3 separate regions of the Mus musculus genome follow, and regions 2 and 3 are each linked to region 1. Evidence: chromatin contacts called from public HiChIP or PLAC-seq and promoter capture Hi-C data. All regions are on one chromosome and are shown on one strand. The core of a region is the stretch at or near the end of the contact, and the rest is flanking DNA. Distances in the headings are between cores, read along the strand shown. Region 1 holds the start of Csnk1e (casein kinase 1, epsilon). Region 2 holds the start of Mgat3 (mannoside acetylglucosaminyltransferase 3). Region 3 holds the start of Gga1 (golgi associated, gamma adaptin ear containing, ARF binding protein 1).

Region 1 (4,180 bases), core at 615-3,114:
TCTGGGAGAGGGAGTCTAGGAAGGTCCAGCCACCCTGTACTCTTCTGAAGGCCTGGTGTGTGTGTGTGTGTGTGTGTGTGTGTGTGTGTGTGTGTGTGTTAGAACTGGGGACTTTTAAGACCAGCTACCCCTGGATACCCAGCAGAGAGTCTATAGCTGGAGGGTGTGGGCCTGGGAGAGGCTGCAAGTCCTGAAATGGAGGGCAGGTGACAGGATGAGGAAGGGAAGCTGGGACAGTGGACTCCAGACGGAAGATTTGTTCCAAAGGACCTGCGATGACCAAGAAGGGGAGGAGAGTGGCTTTAGGCAGCGCTGGCTGAGTTCCATCTCCAGACAGGTTCACCCTTGATCCATACCCCCGCGTGAGGGCTGAGGTACCTCCAATTCCCTTTCTGGAAACCACAGAGTGAACATCAACTCTGTCTGCTGTCCTCACTGGAGAGGGTTAAATGAGCTGAATGCCTCTCCTGGCGCTGCAGCAGAACAGGCCTACGTTTGGAAAGCTGGGCCCATGTTGGAAGGTTTGGGTGGTAACATTGCTAGGAGGACATTGATGCTTGCTGTGTTCTGCTCAGTCTTGCCAAGGCCCCACGGCCTGGGCTCTGACCACTGAGGCTGACTGCTGTCCAGACCAGCTGCCTCTGGTGAGGATTTGTGCCCTGCGTGGCCAAGGCTTCAGGAGAGAATGCGGGCCTGTCATACAAAACCTGCCAATTGTGAATCAATTGACAAACGCAAAGCCAAAAAGCACCAAGCGGGCCATGCTCAGTCCACCACCTGGGCAGAGAGAGCCAGTTGCCCGGTTTACCATCACAGAGGCCTCTGGAGGCAGCTCCTCCTCATTCTCCTGGTCTTCTGATCGGCATCCCCAGGTCCACCAGATGAACATGGCCATCTTGCTGGGCTGTGTGGGCCTGGGCAGACCTTTTGCCCTCTCTGGGCCACAGTATCCTGCCCTCCTGCCCTGTGATAGGACCTGGTCTATAGGTCTCCCAGCAATCTCCTCAGCCTCGGGGAGAAGATGCGGTTATTATGAAGTGACTCTTTCTGAGATGTGCTTCCGGGGTGATCAGAGGTACTATGTCCACAGTAACAGTTGTGTGTGTGTGTAGAGAGAGAATGTAGGTGTGTCATAAGTTGGAGCTTTGCATGACCCACTGTAAATATCATTTTAATAGCCTTGTGCTGGGACCTTCCATGGTGGAGCTGGAAGCTGGTGGGAAGCCTTCATTAACTCTCCCATGACCTGGGAAGGCTATGGTCCTTCTTCCTCGTTTGCAGTTAAGGACATTCAGGCATTGTCTGGGGGATGACTTTGTTGAATGAGCACCTCTGGGTCCCTGACTCACGTGTGAGTTCTTGGTGAGGGGCAGGGGGCTCAATGGGTGAAACTACGTTGGAATCTGAGGGACTGTCACAGTGGATCTGAACGGCAGAGGACAGAGCAAAGAAAAGTGTCTGCCTGGAGTTTTCTCTGACCACACATCCTTGGTCCTTGTCCACGCCCCTCAGTCCCTATGCTTTATTCCCAAAGCCCCTGGCCAGTGTTCTCTACAGCCTTCAGGCTACTGAGCCCTAAATCTCTTTTGCAGTGCCAGGAGTCTCAGCTGATTCTCTCGGGGGTCCCCGCAGCTTTGGCTGGAGATAGGGCAAGGCCTGAGTATAGGAAATCTTAGTTTTGTGTGCCCCTCACCCAGGGTGGCAGCGTCAGAACACGCTCTCCGGGGGCTGCGGGCCCTTTAAATCCTCCGGGGCGGCGGCGGCGGGCGGGGGATGACATCAGCGGGCGGGCCCGGGGCTCAATGGGAACCGCGGGGACGCGCGCGCGGGTAGGGAGCGCGCGAGCCGGCGGCGGGGGCGGGCGGCGGGAGGCGGCGGAGCGCGGAGCCTGAGCCCGGCCGGGCCGAGCGCAGCGCAGCGGGCCGGGGAGAGGCTGGCGCGCCCGCGGCCCGGCGAATCCTCTGGCATCCGCCCCGGCGGCCGCCCCGGCGCGGTGAGCATCGGGGGCCGGGGAAGCGGGGTTCCCTCCGCCTCTTTGTGTTTTCTTTTTGCGCGAGCGCGGGGCGGACACGCGCATCCGCGCAGGGCTGGGGGCGCCGCCCGTGAGGACAAAGGCGCGGCCGGGGACGCGGAGGGGACGGGCGCTTCGCAGGCCGCCGGGTGCACCGAGGCGGCCCCGGGTTGGGGCGGGGGACCTGCGGCAGGGGCCTGGCTGGGGTCCCGGGGGCGCTCGGGTTCCGGGCCGGCCTCGGCCCCTCCTCTGTGTCCTGGGCTCCGGGTCACCGAGGCCGTTCTCGCGTAGGGTGGGGGCGCGCGGGGGTCCTAAGTGATGGGGTGCGTGGTCACCCGGGCCACCGGCTTTGTTTTCCTTTGTGGCGAGAAGAAGGGAGGGGGTTATTTATCGCTTGGCTTCTCATTGCGGTGTGCGAGACAGCCTTGTGCTTCAAGCCTGTGAAAGCTGGGTGCCTGGGCGCCTCAGAGGCAGGGCTGCGACTTAGGCCACCCCCTCCCCCTACTTTGTCCAGAGTTTCCCCACATATTTCTTAGCATAGCCTCCCTTTGGAAAGGGGGTCTAGAGAGAGAGAGAAGGGGGTGCAGTTCCAATGAATACTTGCGTTTGGGACGCCTTTCCTAGGTTTAGGGCATTCCTTCAGTTTTTATTCTACTGATTCATTGACCAGGGTCTTGGCCCTGTGGAAGGTGGGTGGTGTGTGTGTCAGGAGGTGTGTGTGTATGGCAGGGTGACACGGGACTGCCCATGTGCCCAGCTGCTTGTAGTTGTAATTTTTCTAACCAGCTGAGAAGTCTTGACTCCTCATGGCCACCCCCCCCTTTTTTTAACTTTGTTTATTCCCCTCCCCCACCCCTCCCGTAAGGGACAGAGTGAAGAATTGGAAAGCTACTCTGATTTCCTGAAGGAGCCCCCACCCCAAAGTCAATTTCTTGGGGTGGCGGTGGAGGGGGGCTTTTAAGTGGAGGAGGGCTGGGACACGCTAGACTCCAGGGCTCTGGTCTCCAGGGTGGGGAGACCCTGGCGTTGGTAGGGTCCTTCAGGGTTGGTGATTGTGCAGAGAGCCGTGAGTGGAGAGGGGCTTGGGGGGTCATGTGCAGTGTATTTATGTAAGACTCCCAGACAGAGGGCACTGGTATTTATATAACCTGGCGTGGGTATTTATGTAATATAGGATGCAGTATATTTATGTTCCTTTCCTAACCTGTGGCTTTCCCAGATGCCATGTATGGTCTCTGAGTCGGCGTTAGTGGAAACCCGGCTTTGGGGGGGGGGGGTGTTTGTGAGTACACAGCCAGCCCCCCCTTTCCTGTAGGGATCCTAAGTGTGAGCCTCTACTCCCATGTTCCCCTTGGCGGGTGCCCTTAGCAAGCTGGACCATGTGTGGACCTGTGGTGCCAGGCTGGTGGGTTTTCTGCAGATATGCAGTCCTGTTCTTGGCAATCAGGGCAACTCAGCCATGTGGGCAAAGACCCATGATGGGAGAGCCCAGAGTTTGGCTGGCACCCAGCGGCAGCCACTTCCTTGTGGCTGGTAGAAGGACAGTGGTGGCTCTCGGGGACTTAGTACTAGGCTAGGGTGTCTCTCCTGGCTTGGCTCTCTCGCTTCTGGGGCTGATGGAGGAGCCCCAGTGAATCTCTCCTGGTTTCCTTCCAGGCCTGGTATCTGGGGGCAGGCTTGGCACAGGGAAAGGGTCAGCACCCCTTACCCCCAAGCAAGCCAGCAGTCACTGTCTCACCGAAGGGTTTTACTTCTCAAGCCTGGAGTGAAATAAGTTCTGGGTAGGAGGCCACCAGGTGGGCCAGCTGGACCCCTGTTTGGTCCTAGGTGAGATTTCTACCATTGGCTAGCTTCTGTGGGGATGGTAGCAAGGCCACTCTGGGCTCCGGTTCCCATCTATCTGCCAAAGGAGTGCCCTCTTGTTCCCTCACACCAGCTCATGTGTAACCATGCAGAGGCACCAAGGAACCAGTCTCCCTGTCTCATAGTTTACTATTCCCTGCCTCCCCATTCCCCAGCAGCCCAAACCTGCCCCCATTCATTGAGTCTTCTGTTTTGCTGACCTGGAACACAGGTACCCAACCTCTACCAGGCCAGTACAGAGGGATCCCTGCCATGGTCCAATCCTTGTTATCCATGGGCTTGGGGCCTCCACCTCATCTGAGGAAG
Region 2 (4,180 bases), core at 1,245-3,744, 730 kb before region 1:
GCACTCTTCTCTGTAGAGCACCCACCCTCCTGCCGGCCACTCCTCACTCCTCACCTCCTCCTAGAATCCCAGAGGGAAGTCCTTGACCCTCCCTTTCACACCAGTCCTCCCATGATCCTCAGCATAGCCCGATCCCCCCCCCCCCCCCCCCGTGAAACTGGCCTCACAGCCAGCTGGCATCAGATGGCCTCATTTTACAGGTAACAATACCAATGCGGCAGCCAGCAATTTCCCACCATGGTGCAGGTGTCAGGCATCCTTATATGCCACCTCACTTCTAGTCCTCGCCAAAATCCTGGGGAGGACTCTCGACTTCACAGAGGTGGAAACTGAGGCTCAGGGCACCAACTTCCTGAAGTGAGACAGCTACAGATCCTCACATACACACACATACAGACAAACATATACTCGCACACAGACACTCACAGACACTCACATAGACATTCACACACACATACACACACTCACATATACTCACAGACACACATAGACGCTCATATACACGCAGACATACACACAGACACTCACCTACACACTCACATACATATACACACACACATATACACACACATAGACATTCACATACACACACACACAGACACTCACACATACAACCATACCTCACAGCACAGCATGGGGTAACTGATGAGCACTAATGACAAGACACACAGAGTTCCAAAAGAGGCCGCTGAGGCCATTTGCTCAATCCCTGCCAAGAACAGCTAGCTCCCTGCAGTCCCCTGGAGCCAGTCCTAGCTTCCTGGTGTGGACATCCACATTTTCTCTACCTGGCCATCCTGTTCGGAAGCGCTCTTCAGAGGTAATCAGGCGTTCCCACTGGCGTACCCTCGGGGACCTAACAGCAGCTTATGCCGGTGCACGAGGTGTGCTAGGTGCTGCCCATAAAATAGGGCTCCAGTCACCCCAGAGCTCTCTCATCTCTGTCAGAACTCTTATCTCTGTCTCCCTGTGTGTCTGCCTCCATCTATCTATCCCTCATGTCCACACTCCAAGGCACACCTTGGCACCACCTGCCAAAAGTACCCCCACCTCACCTCTCACGGCATTTGTCCTATCACTGGTGTTGGGACTCAGATTCGAACCATGGTTGTTGCAACCATAACATACAGTACTAATCACTATACAACCACAGCTGGCCACACATGGATACCCACTCTTCAGCTCATTTCTCCTCGTGGTTCAGTGTCCCACCATGCTACACACCATCTCTCAACACACCAGAGAGCACATCTCTCGGTCCTTTCTCTTACTATTTCTTCAGCCCTGGGAACTTTTCCGTCTTCCAGTAGGTTCTTCCTCCCTAGAGCAAAGAGCCCCTCTTTCTAACTTTCCCAGAAACCCTGCCTATCTCCTTAGCGTTGGGCAGCACTAATAATCCTGGAGTTGCCAGCTCCCAGAAGGAGAGAGCCTTGTCTTGCTCTCCCTGTCATCCTCACGGTTGGCTCATTGCCTGGACCTTTAATAACTGTGTCCCTCCAGGTCAATCCCCCATGAAGGCATTTCTGCACCCGTGTCCCAGAGATGATGGAGGACCACAGAAAAATCCCAGTAGGGAAAATGTTCCTGCCTACATCCCCCTTCTGAGTTCCGCAGGCGAGGGAACATCATCAGACCTCAGGCCATCGGAGATGACTGGGGCGCAGCAGTCAGAGATGCTGCGCCCCAGCTCAGGCACCCCCGCCACTAGCACAACCAAGCAAGCTCCCCTCCCCACCCCAGCCCGGTTCTAGAACTATTTGTAGATATTTATAGCGCCCTCCCCCAGCCAGGAGCCCTCCTCCGCCCTGGGCAGTGCAGTGCAAAGAGAGGGAGACCCCTCCCCAGTAGAAGGTGGGGGCCTCTCATGCTAAGCTTTTCCCTGCTCCCCACTAAGGCAGCTGTAGTTACAGCTCCAGCCACAGCCCCCACACTCGCCCAGCACCCCAACCGCGCCTGGGCCTCGGCCAGCAGCCGCAGCAGCCCGGGATCGGGGGTGGGGAAGGCAAGAGCTGAGGCCTCGCGCCCCCAGCCCCGAGCTGCGCCGGAGGTGGAAGGGAGCGCAGCGCACAAAGCATGGCTGGAGCTCCGCGCCTCGGGACGCCCCCACCCCACCCCGGTCCAGCCAAGGGAGGGGGTCGCCGCGCCAGGCTCTGCCCCGCGGCCACGGAGAGCTGCGGAGAGCAGGCGGGTGGGGGCAGGGGGCGCCGGTTAAGCAGTCCCCCACATCTCGCCCCTACTCGGCCCCATGCCCCCGCCCCCGGGGCTGCGGGACCACCACGGGGGGAGACGGGAGTGGGGAGGACGCGGAGGCGAGGCCTGGGGTGCGGGGAAGATGCAGGGCTGCGGCGCGGGTCCCCGGCTCCAGGGTCAACTCACCCATCGTCCGCTGGGTCTCAGCAGCGGCGGTAGAAGCAGCGGCGGCGGCGGCTCCGGGGCCCCCGGGGTCCCCGGCGGGGAGATGCTGGCGTCCGCCGCAGCCTCTCCTCGCCCCATCCCGGGCTCCGGCGGCGGCGGCTGCGGCGGGCGCCCGGCATCGCAGGCAGCGCGGCCCGGGCCCGGCCCGATCCCCGCCCCCCACCCCACCTCCACCCCGTCCCGCGGGCCCGGCGCGGCCGCTTGACTGCACCCCGGGGCGGTAGCGGGGGCGCGGCGGCGAGGCCGAGCGCTGCGCTGGAGGTGCCCGCTCCCGCCGGCCCCCGCCCCGCCCCCGCGCGGCCGCGTCCCCTCCCCCGCCAGCCGGGCTTTGCGCGCTCCGGGCCAGGGGCGCCTGGACCGCGAGCTCCCGCCACCGCCCCGCGCCTCTTTCGTGTGTATGTGTGTGTTTCTGTGTGTGTGTGTGTGCGCAGCAATCGGACGCGCGAGTGTGCGCGTGCCCTGCCTGTGACCGTGCGTGCGCCGGCCCACTGCCCGGGCGTCCTGTGCGGGTGTGTGTGCTGTGTGAGGCGGAGCTGGCCAAAGTGCTTGTCGGGCTCTGCGTGTGAGTGGATCTGTGTGTCTGTGTTCTGCAGCGTGTGATAGATTGGCCCTTATGTGCATGGGGTGTGTAGATAGATCCGTACTGTGGCGTGATTGTGGGCATACTGTGGCTGGGGGCACAGGCCTCCTGTGTGGTGGTGTGACAAAGTCCTGACCGGTGTGTACATCACTGTAGCCCTATGCAGAGGCCTGGTACAGGAAAGCGTCTAAAACACTGGGTACTGGGTCGACACAGTGTCCGTGCTAGTTTGTGTCTTGCTCGGATGTGTTGGCCTCTGTACATCCTTCTGCCTCCACCCTCTTCATCAATGCACAAAGCCACCCATGAGGCGCAGAGGGTGACAGAATGTGCTGGATCTGGGATTCAACCCCAGACTTGGAGGTTTCTCCATTCTTCTTCCCCACCCCCCACCCCCAGGATGCTGCTTATAATGGGCATCTCTAGCACTCAGGTCACCTATGATAGATTTATTTATTTTGTTTTTTCAAGACAGGGATTCTCTTGTGTAGCCCTGGCTGTCCTGGAACTCAACTCTGTAGACCAGGCTGGCCTTGAACTCACAGAGATCTGCCTGCCTCTGCCTCCTGAGTGCTGGGATTAAAGGCGTGCACCACCAACACCCGGCTCTAAATGATCTAAATATCCCCAGAGCCCTGCTGGATTGCAGTCAGAAGCACCTGACATGGGTGCTGGGACTTGATCTCAGATTCTCTGGAAGGGTGCTCTTAACCACTGAGCCATTTCTCCAGCCCTGACACTTTTTCTTGATTTGAGGCATTCTGTTGTGACCTAAAAACCAGTACACCACCTCTATAACTTGTCTCCCTCTCAAGGTTATCAATTTGTCTGAATGTATTTACTTATTGTGGCGCTGGGAATGAAACCCAGACCCTCCCATATGCCAGCCAGTTACCATAGGTTATATTCCACACACAACTTGCATGGCCTTTGATTTCAGTATAATGCAAAACACTCCCATTTGCCTGCCCTGAGCCTTCTGCATTAGGAGGCAATGAGAAGTACCACCCCCTGCAGTTGTGTGGAGGAAAAGAGATGGCCTGGCCTTGCCCTGCACAGAGTTGGACACATCTGGAAGGTTCTGGAGACCTGCTGCTTGCTCTCTCTCCCCACCCCGACCCCCCACTCACCCTTGGATCTTTGTTTTCCTTCCTTTTCCAAATTCCCAAGCTTCTTGGGAGGCCT
Region 3 (4,180 bases), core at 593-3,092, 560 kb after region 1:
GGGAAGTGCCTCCATGAGATCCAGCTGTAAGGCATTTTCTCAATTAGTGATCAAGGGGGAAAGGCCCATTGTGGGTGGGACCATCTCTGGGCTGGTAGTCTTGGTTCTATAAGAGAGCAGGCTGAGCAAGCCAGGGAAAGCAAGCCAGTAAAGAATATCCCTCCATGGCCTCTGTATCAGCTCCTGCTTCCTGACCTGCTTGAGTTCCAGTCCTGACATCCTTTGGTGATTAACAGCAATGTGGAAAATGTAAGCTGAATAAATCCTTTCCTCCCCAACTTGCTTCTTGGTCATGATGTTTGTGCAGGAATAGAAACCCTGACTAAGACAGATGGGGAAAATATCTATGGTCCTCTTTTACCTCTGACCTCCTGAGACCCGTGCAGTACTGTATCTCATGCAGTCCATGGTCACTGTCTCCTTCTAACCACCAATCAACCCCACTGCCAGGCTGACTCTCCTCCGCCCCCCCCCCCCCCCCCAGATCGGTGAGCTCTGGGAATCAACCTTCCAGTTCAACTTCCTTCGAGGCTGGCTTCAAAGATGCTGACCATGTCGGCCCACACCACCCTGCACAGATCCTTGCTATATCTCAGACCAGGAGGTTGAGCTTGAGGATAGACCGGAAGGCTTCTCTGGGTCACATCCCTGAAAGGCCTTGGGACAGACCTGTCACTAAATGGACCAGAAGAGCCAACCTGCAGCTCCCAGGGGCAGAGTTCAGGAATGGGGTTGGCAAGGCCAAGGATCTTCAACAAGCAGTGTGGGACAGGGAGAACAGAGGATGGGGCTTGGAAGCCAGAGTTGGAGGAAGCTGTTTCGAAGGAGACAGGAAACAAGGACAGAGGCCTGGGGAGGAGGCTCAGCAGGGGCTAGGAAAGCAATCTGGGACGCAAAGCAAGGCTGGGCTTGGGTATAACGACAGAGAACTTGATTTCCTTATGGAGTCTTAGACGGGACCCTTTCAAGCACTGGGAGTTTCTCCAGGCGCGGACAGAGCTGGATCAGATGGGCCAGGGGTCCCCCCTTTCCTGGGCTGGGGGACCGAGCAGATCTAAGAAGAGCTGCGGGCACAGGGTTTGAAAGACTCAGGCCCTGAGGAAGTGGGGGGATCCCTCTAGGGGAAGACTCGAGGGTCTGCGCTTTGGTGCAACAGGCAGGGCCTTCGGGGGTCCGGGATAACTCTGCGCCACCGGGTCACCGGGGTGGGTGGGCGGCGCCCGCTCCCGGCCAGGCTGCGCGCAGCTGCCAGGGTCCGAGCGGAGCGACAGACTGGGGCGCCGCCCCTCCGGGTCGGGGGGCGGGGCGTGAGGAGGGGGCGCGCGGACCCCGCCCCGCCGGGAGAGAGAGAGGGGCCAGCCTCGCGCCCCCGGTTCCGGTTCCGGTCCGGCTCGCGCCCCTCCCGGACACTCACTGATTCGTGCCTCCAGAGTCTCCGGCTCCATCGCGGGCTCCATCCGCCACGGGCCCCCGGCCTCGGCGCCGCCCCCCGCCCCCCGGCCGCTCTCGCGGGAACTCCTCGGCTCCGCCCTCGGCCGGTTAAAGGGGCCGCGTCCACCCCGCGGAGTAGGAACGCGGCACCGGGACGCCGGGCACCATCGAGACGCGGGTGGAGCCGCCTAGAGCGTCGCCTCGTCGGCGCCCCTCCCCCTGGCGGCTGGCGGAGTCGCCGGTGGGGCTGGTCGGCGGCCTCGCAGCTCCGGGCGCTCGGGCGGGAGAGGAAGAGGAGAGCCTGGGGGTGGCGGGCGGCACCATAGAAACCCCGCGGGACCGCTCTAACTCAGTTAGCGTCACGCAGAGACCCGTGACCGCTTCCGGGACAACGCTCCGGAGCCATGTTTCTGAAGGGGTTCTGAAGTCACTTCCGGAGCCCTCAGGGGTACTTCCGCTTACGTGGGAAGATGTCAAAGTCCCTTAAAAGGGCAACTGGGCACTGTGGCCGCCGCCAACGCGATGAGGTTAAGCTAACGTTTGTTTAGCTCTTAAAGCCCTAGGCATTGTTCTGAGCAGTTTTTTCCCCTTTGAGACAAGGGCTCACTGTCTTGCTCTGGCAGTCCTGAAGCTCGCTCTGTAGAATAGGCTGGCGTGGAATTCCTGAGATCCGCCTTTTTCCGCCTCCCAAGTGCAGACATTAAAGAAGTGTGCCACCACGCCCAGCAAAGGGCTAAGTCTTTTTTTTTTCTTAACCTATGAATCTACATTCAAACCCGGGAGCCAGGTTATGAGTTTGCCTGAGGTCATTAGGGGTCAGTGCTTGCACCGAGTACTTAATTCTGCATTCAGTTTAGAAACTCCTTGCATTTGGGTTATTCGGTGCCCAGCCCTGGAGAGAAAGACAAGGCCAGATATATATCCTACAAGGTGATGATAACGCCCGCACTTATCAGACAGAGGCAGGAGGTTATCAGTTCAAGGCCAGTGTGGAATATCGTATCTCAAAGCACGTAACACTCTCAAGGTGATGGGGAAGCCAGAGAGGTGGTGGCAAAATGAGAGGTTATCTTTCCCCAAACTGGAATGGTGACGACGTCAGGCTCTTTTTTTGAGGTGGTTTAGGAGGAGGCAAAATGTGAGGTACTTTCACCCGCTTTTTCCACCCTCTGCGGTCGCCTTGGCTAATTCTCAGGAATGCCAGTTCGCTCTCTGTAGCCTCTGGCGGCCGTCGGGGGAACTGGCTACTGTGCCCTCTCCAGCGAGCCTGTGCCAGGAAGAGTTAAAGAGCATCTGAGACCAAGGAACCGGCGAATCCAGTTCCGCATGCCTGTGGCCTTGGAGGGATCAGTATTCACCTTGCAGAACCAGTTACCTCATTTCAGTCGGGTTTTCTTCTGAACCCAACTCTCAGTGAGACGTTTAATTCTCTCCTGCAACCTATAAGATACGGGAGAGGGTAACAAGATGGGCTCCGCCTGCTTTGTTTTCTTTATTTTTAAAATTGTTAATGAAATAAAACCCAACTGCAGGCCGGGCAGTGGTGGCGCACGCCACCTAGCACTTGAGAGGAAGAGGCAGGTGAATCTCCGAGTTCAAAGTCAGCCTGGTCTACGGAGCGAGTTCCAGGACCCAGGGCTACACAGAACAAAACCCAAAACAAAAACCCAAACTGCATTTGCCAAATTGATTTAAAGTCAGATCACTACTCACAGGCACTTTTGGTGGAGCGACAGAGGCAGGGTCTCCTGTAAGCCTAGGCAGGCCTTGAACGCACTATAGACTTGATCTCTGATCCTTCTTTCTCCACCTTCTGCGTGCATCACCACACCTGCAAGAGAATAGGACTTCTTGCAAGCTAAGCAACACGCTACCAACTGAGAGACATCTCCAGCTACTTCTGCCTCCATCTAGAGTCCTTATAGCCCAAGCTGGCGATTTCTGTGGTACCTAGCATTTCATATAAACATGTTAGGCAGACACATCACCACCTGAGCTCTAACCTCCAGCTGCCCCACAGTGTATTTCTTTGCATGCTTGTGGTTTGTGTCCCTCCCTGCCTCTGGGAAGTCTCATCCTGAAGCATTGCATCTGGTGAATCCCTGAGTTTCTTTTCCTGTTGCTGTGATTAAACTGCTCTGATAAAAGCAACTTAAAGAAGACAGGGTTTCCCACAATTCAAGGGGAGGAGAAATCAAGGCGGTGGCAGCTGGGCCCATCACAGCTGCAGCTGAGAAACAGGGCAGAGAGAGTGTGGAATGCACACTGCTTCCCGCCCTTTCTCCACTCACACAGTACAGGTTCCCCATCGGGGATGGTGCCACCCACAGTGGGCAGGTCTTCCCAGCTCAGTAGACTCAGGCAGGGTAATCCTCCTGAGGCACGAGCAGCAGCTCATCGACCAGGTGATTGGAAATCTGTCAAGTTCACAGAACTAGCGGGCACAGTGTCCTGAGACCTAAAATAGTGCTGGGGTCCAGAAGGTGCCGGGGTTCAGAGCATAGTGCCTCAAAGCATGGCGCCTGCCCACACTGAAGGGATCTCAGAATCGGCACAGAGCACAAGCAGACACTAAATCCTCAGCCCCAAAGAGATTTTATTTACCTAGGAGGGGACAAGCAGGGGGTCTGACTGCCTCTGGGTCAGGCAAAGTGAGCCTCAGGTGTCTCTGTGGGAGTGGTTTGTTTGTAAGGAGACAAAGGGGGAAGCCTGAATTAGGATGACTTGGTAAATCCTAATTGGACATGTT

Evidence for each region. Promoter capture Hi-C pulls out the DNA fragments that hold promoters and counts their contacts. HiChIP or PLAC-seq counts read pairs in DNA pulled down with a chosen protein or histone mark.
Region 2: a contact with region 1 is called in a promoter capture Hi-C map of cranial neural crest. The contact joins the promoter of Mgat3 here to the promoter of Csnk1e in region 1. A contact is called at or near these places in 1 of 39 promoter capture datasets (cranial neural crest) and 1 of 115 datasets of contacts at active chromatin or transcription factors (pancreatic cancer cells).
Region 3: an H3K27ac HiChIP or PLAC-seq map of microglia shows a contact between it and region 1, with 5 times the contacts expected there. The contact joins the promoter of Gga1 here to the promoter of Csnk1e in region 1. A contact is called at or near these places in 2 of 484 Hi-C or Micro-C datasets (both in embryonic stem cells) and 3 of 115 datasets of contacts at active chromatin or transcription factors (bone marrow-derived macrophages, microglia and pancreatic cancer cells).

The regions. Positions count from the first base shown.
Region 1 is chr15:79,439,741-79,443,920 of GRCm38.p6, reverse strand. It overlaps Csnk1e (casein kinase 1, epsilon), which reads left to right and starts at 1,864. Exons shown (of 11, transcript NM_013767.6): 1 at 1,864-1,993.
Region 2 is chr15:80,172,035-80,176,214 of GRCm38.p6, reverse strand. It overlaps Mgat3 (mannoside acetylglucosaminyltransferase 3), which reads right to left and starts at 2,494. Exons shown (of 2, transcript NM_010795.4): 1 at 2,377-2,494.
Region 3 is chr15:78,874,852-78,879,031 of GRCm38.p6, reverse strand. It overlaps Gga1 (golgi associated, gamma adaptin ear containing, ARF binding protein 1), which reads right to left and starts at 1,842. Exons shown (of 17, transcript NM_145929.2): 1 at 1,415-1,842. The coding sequence starts at 1,457.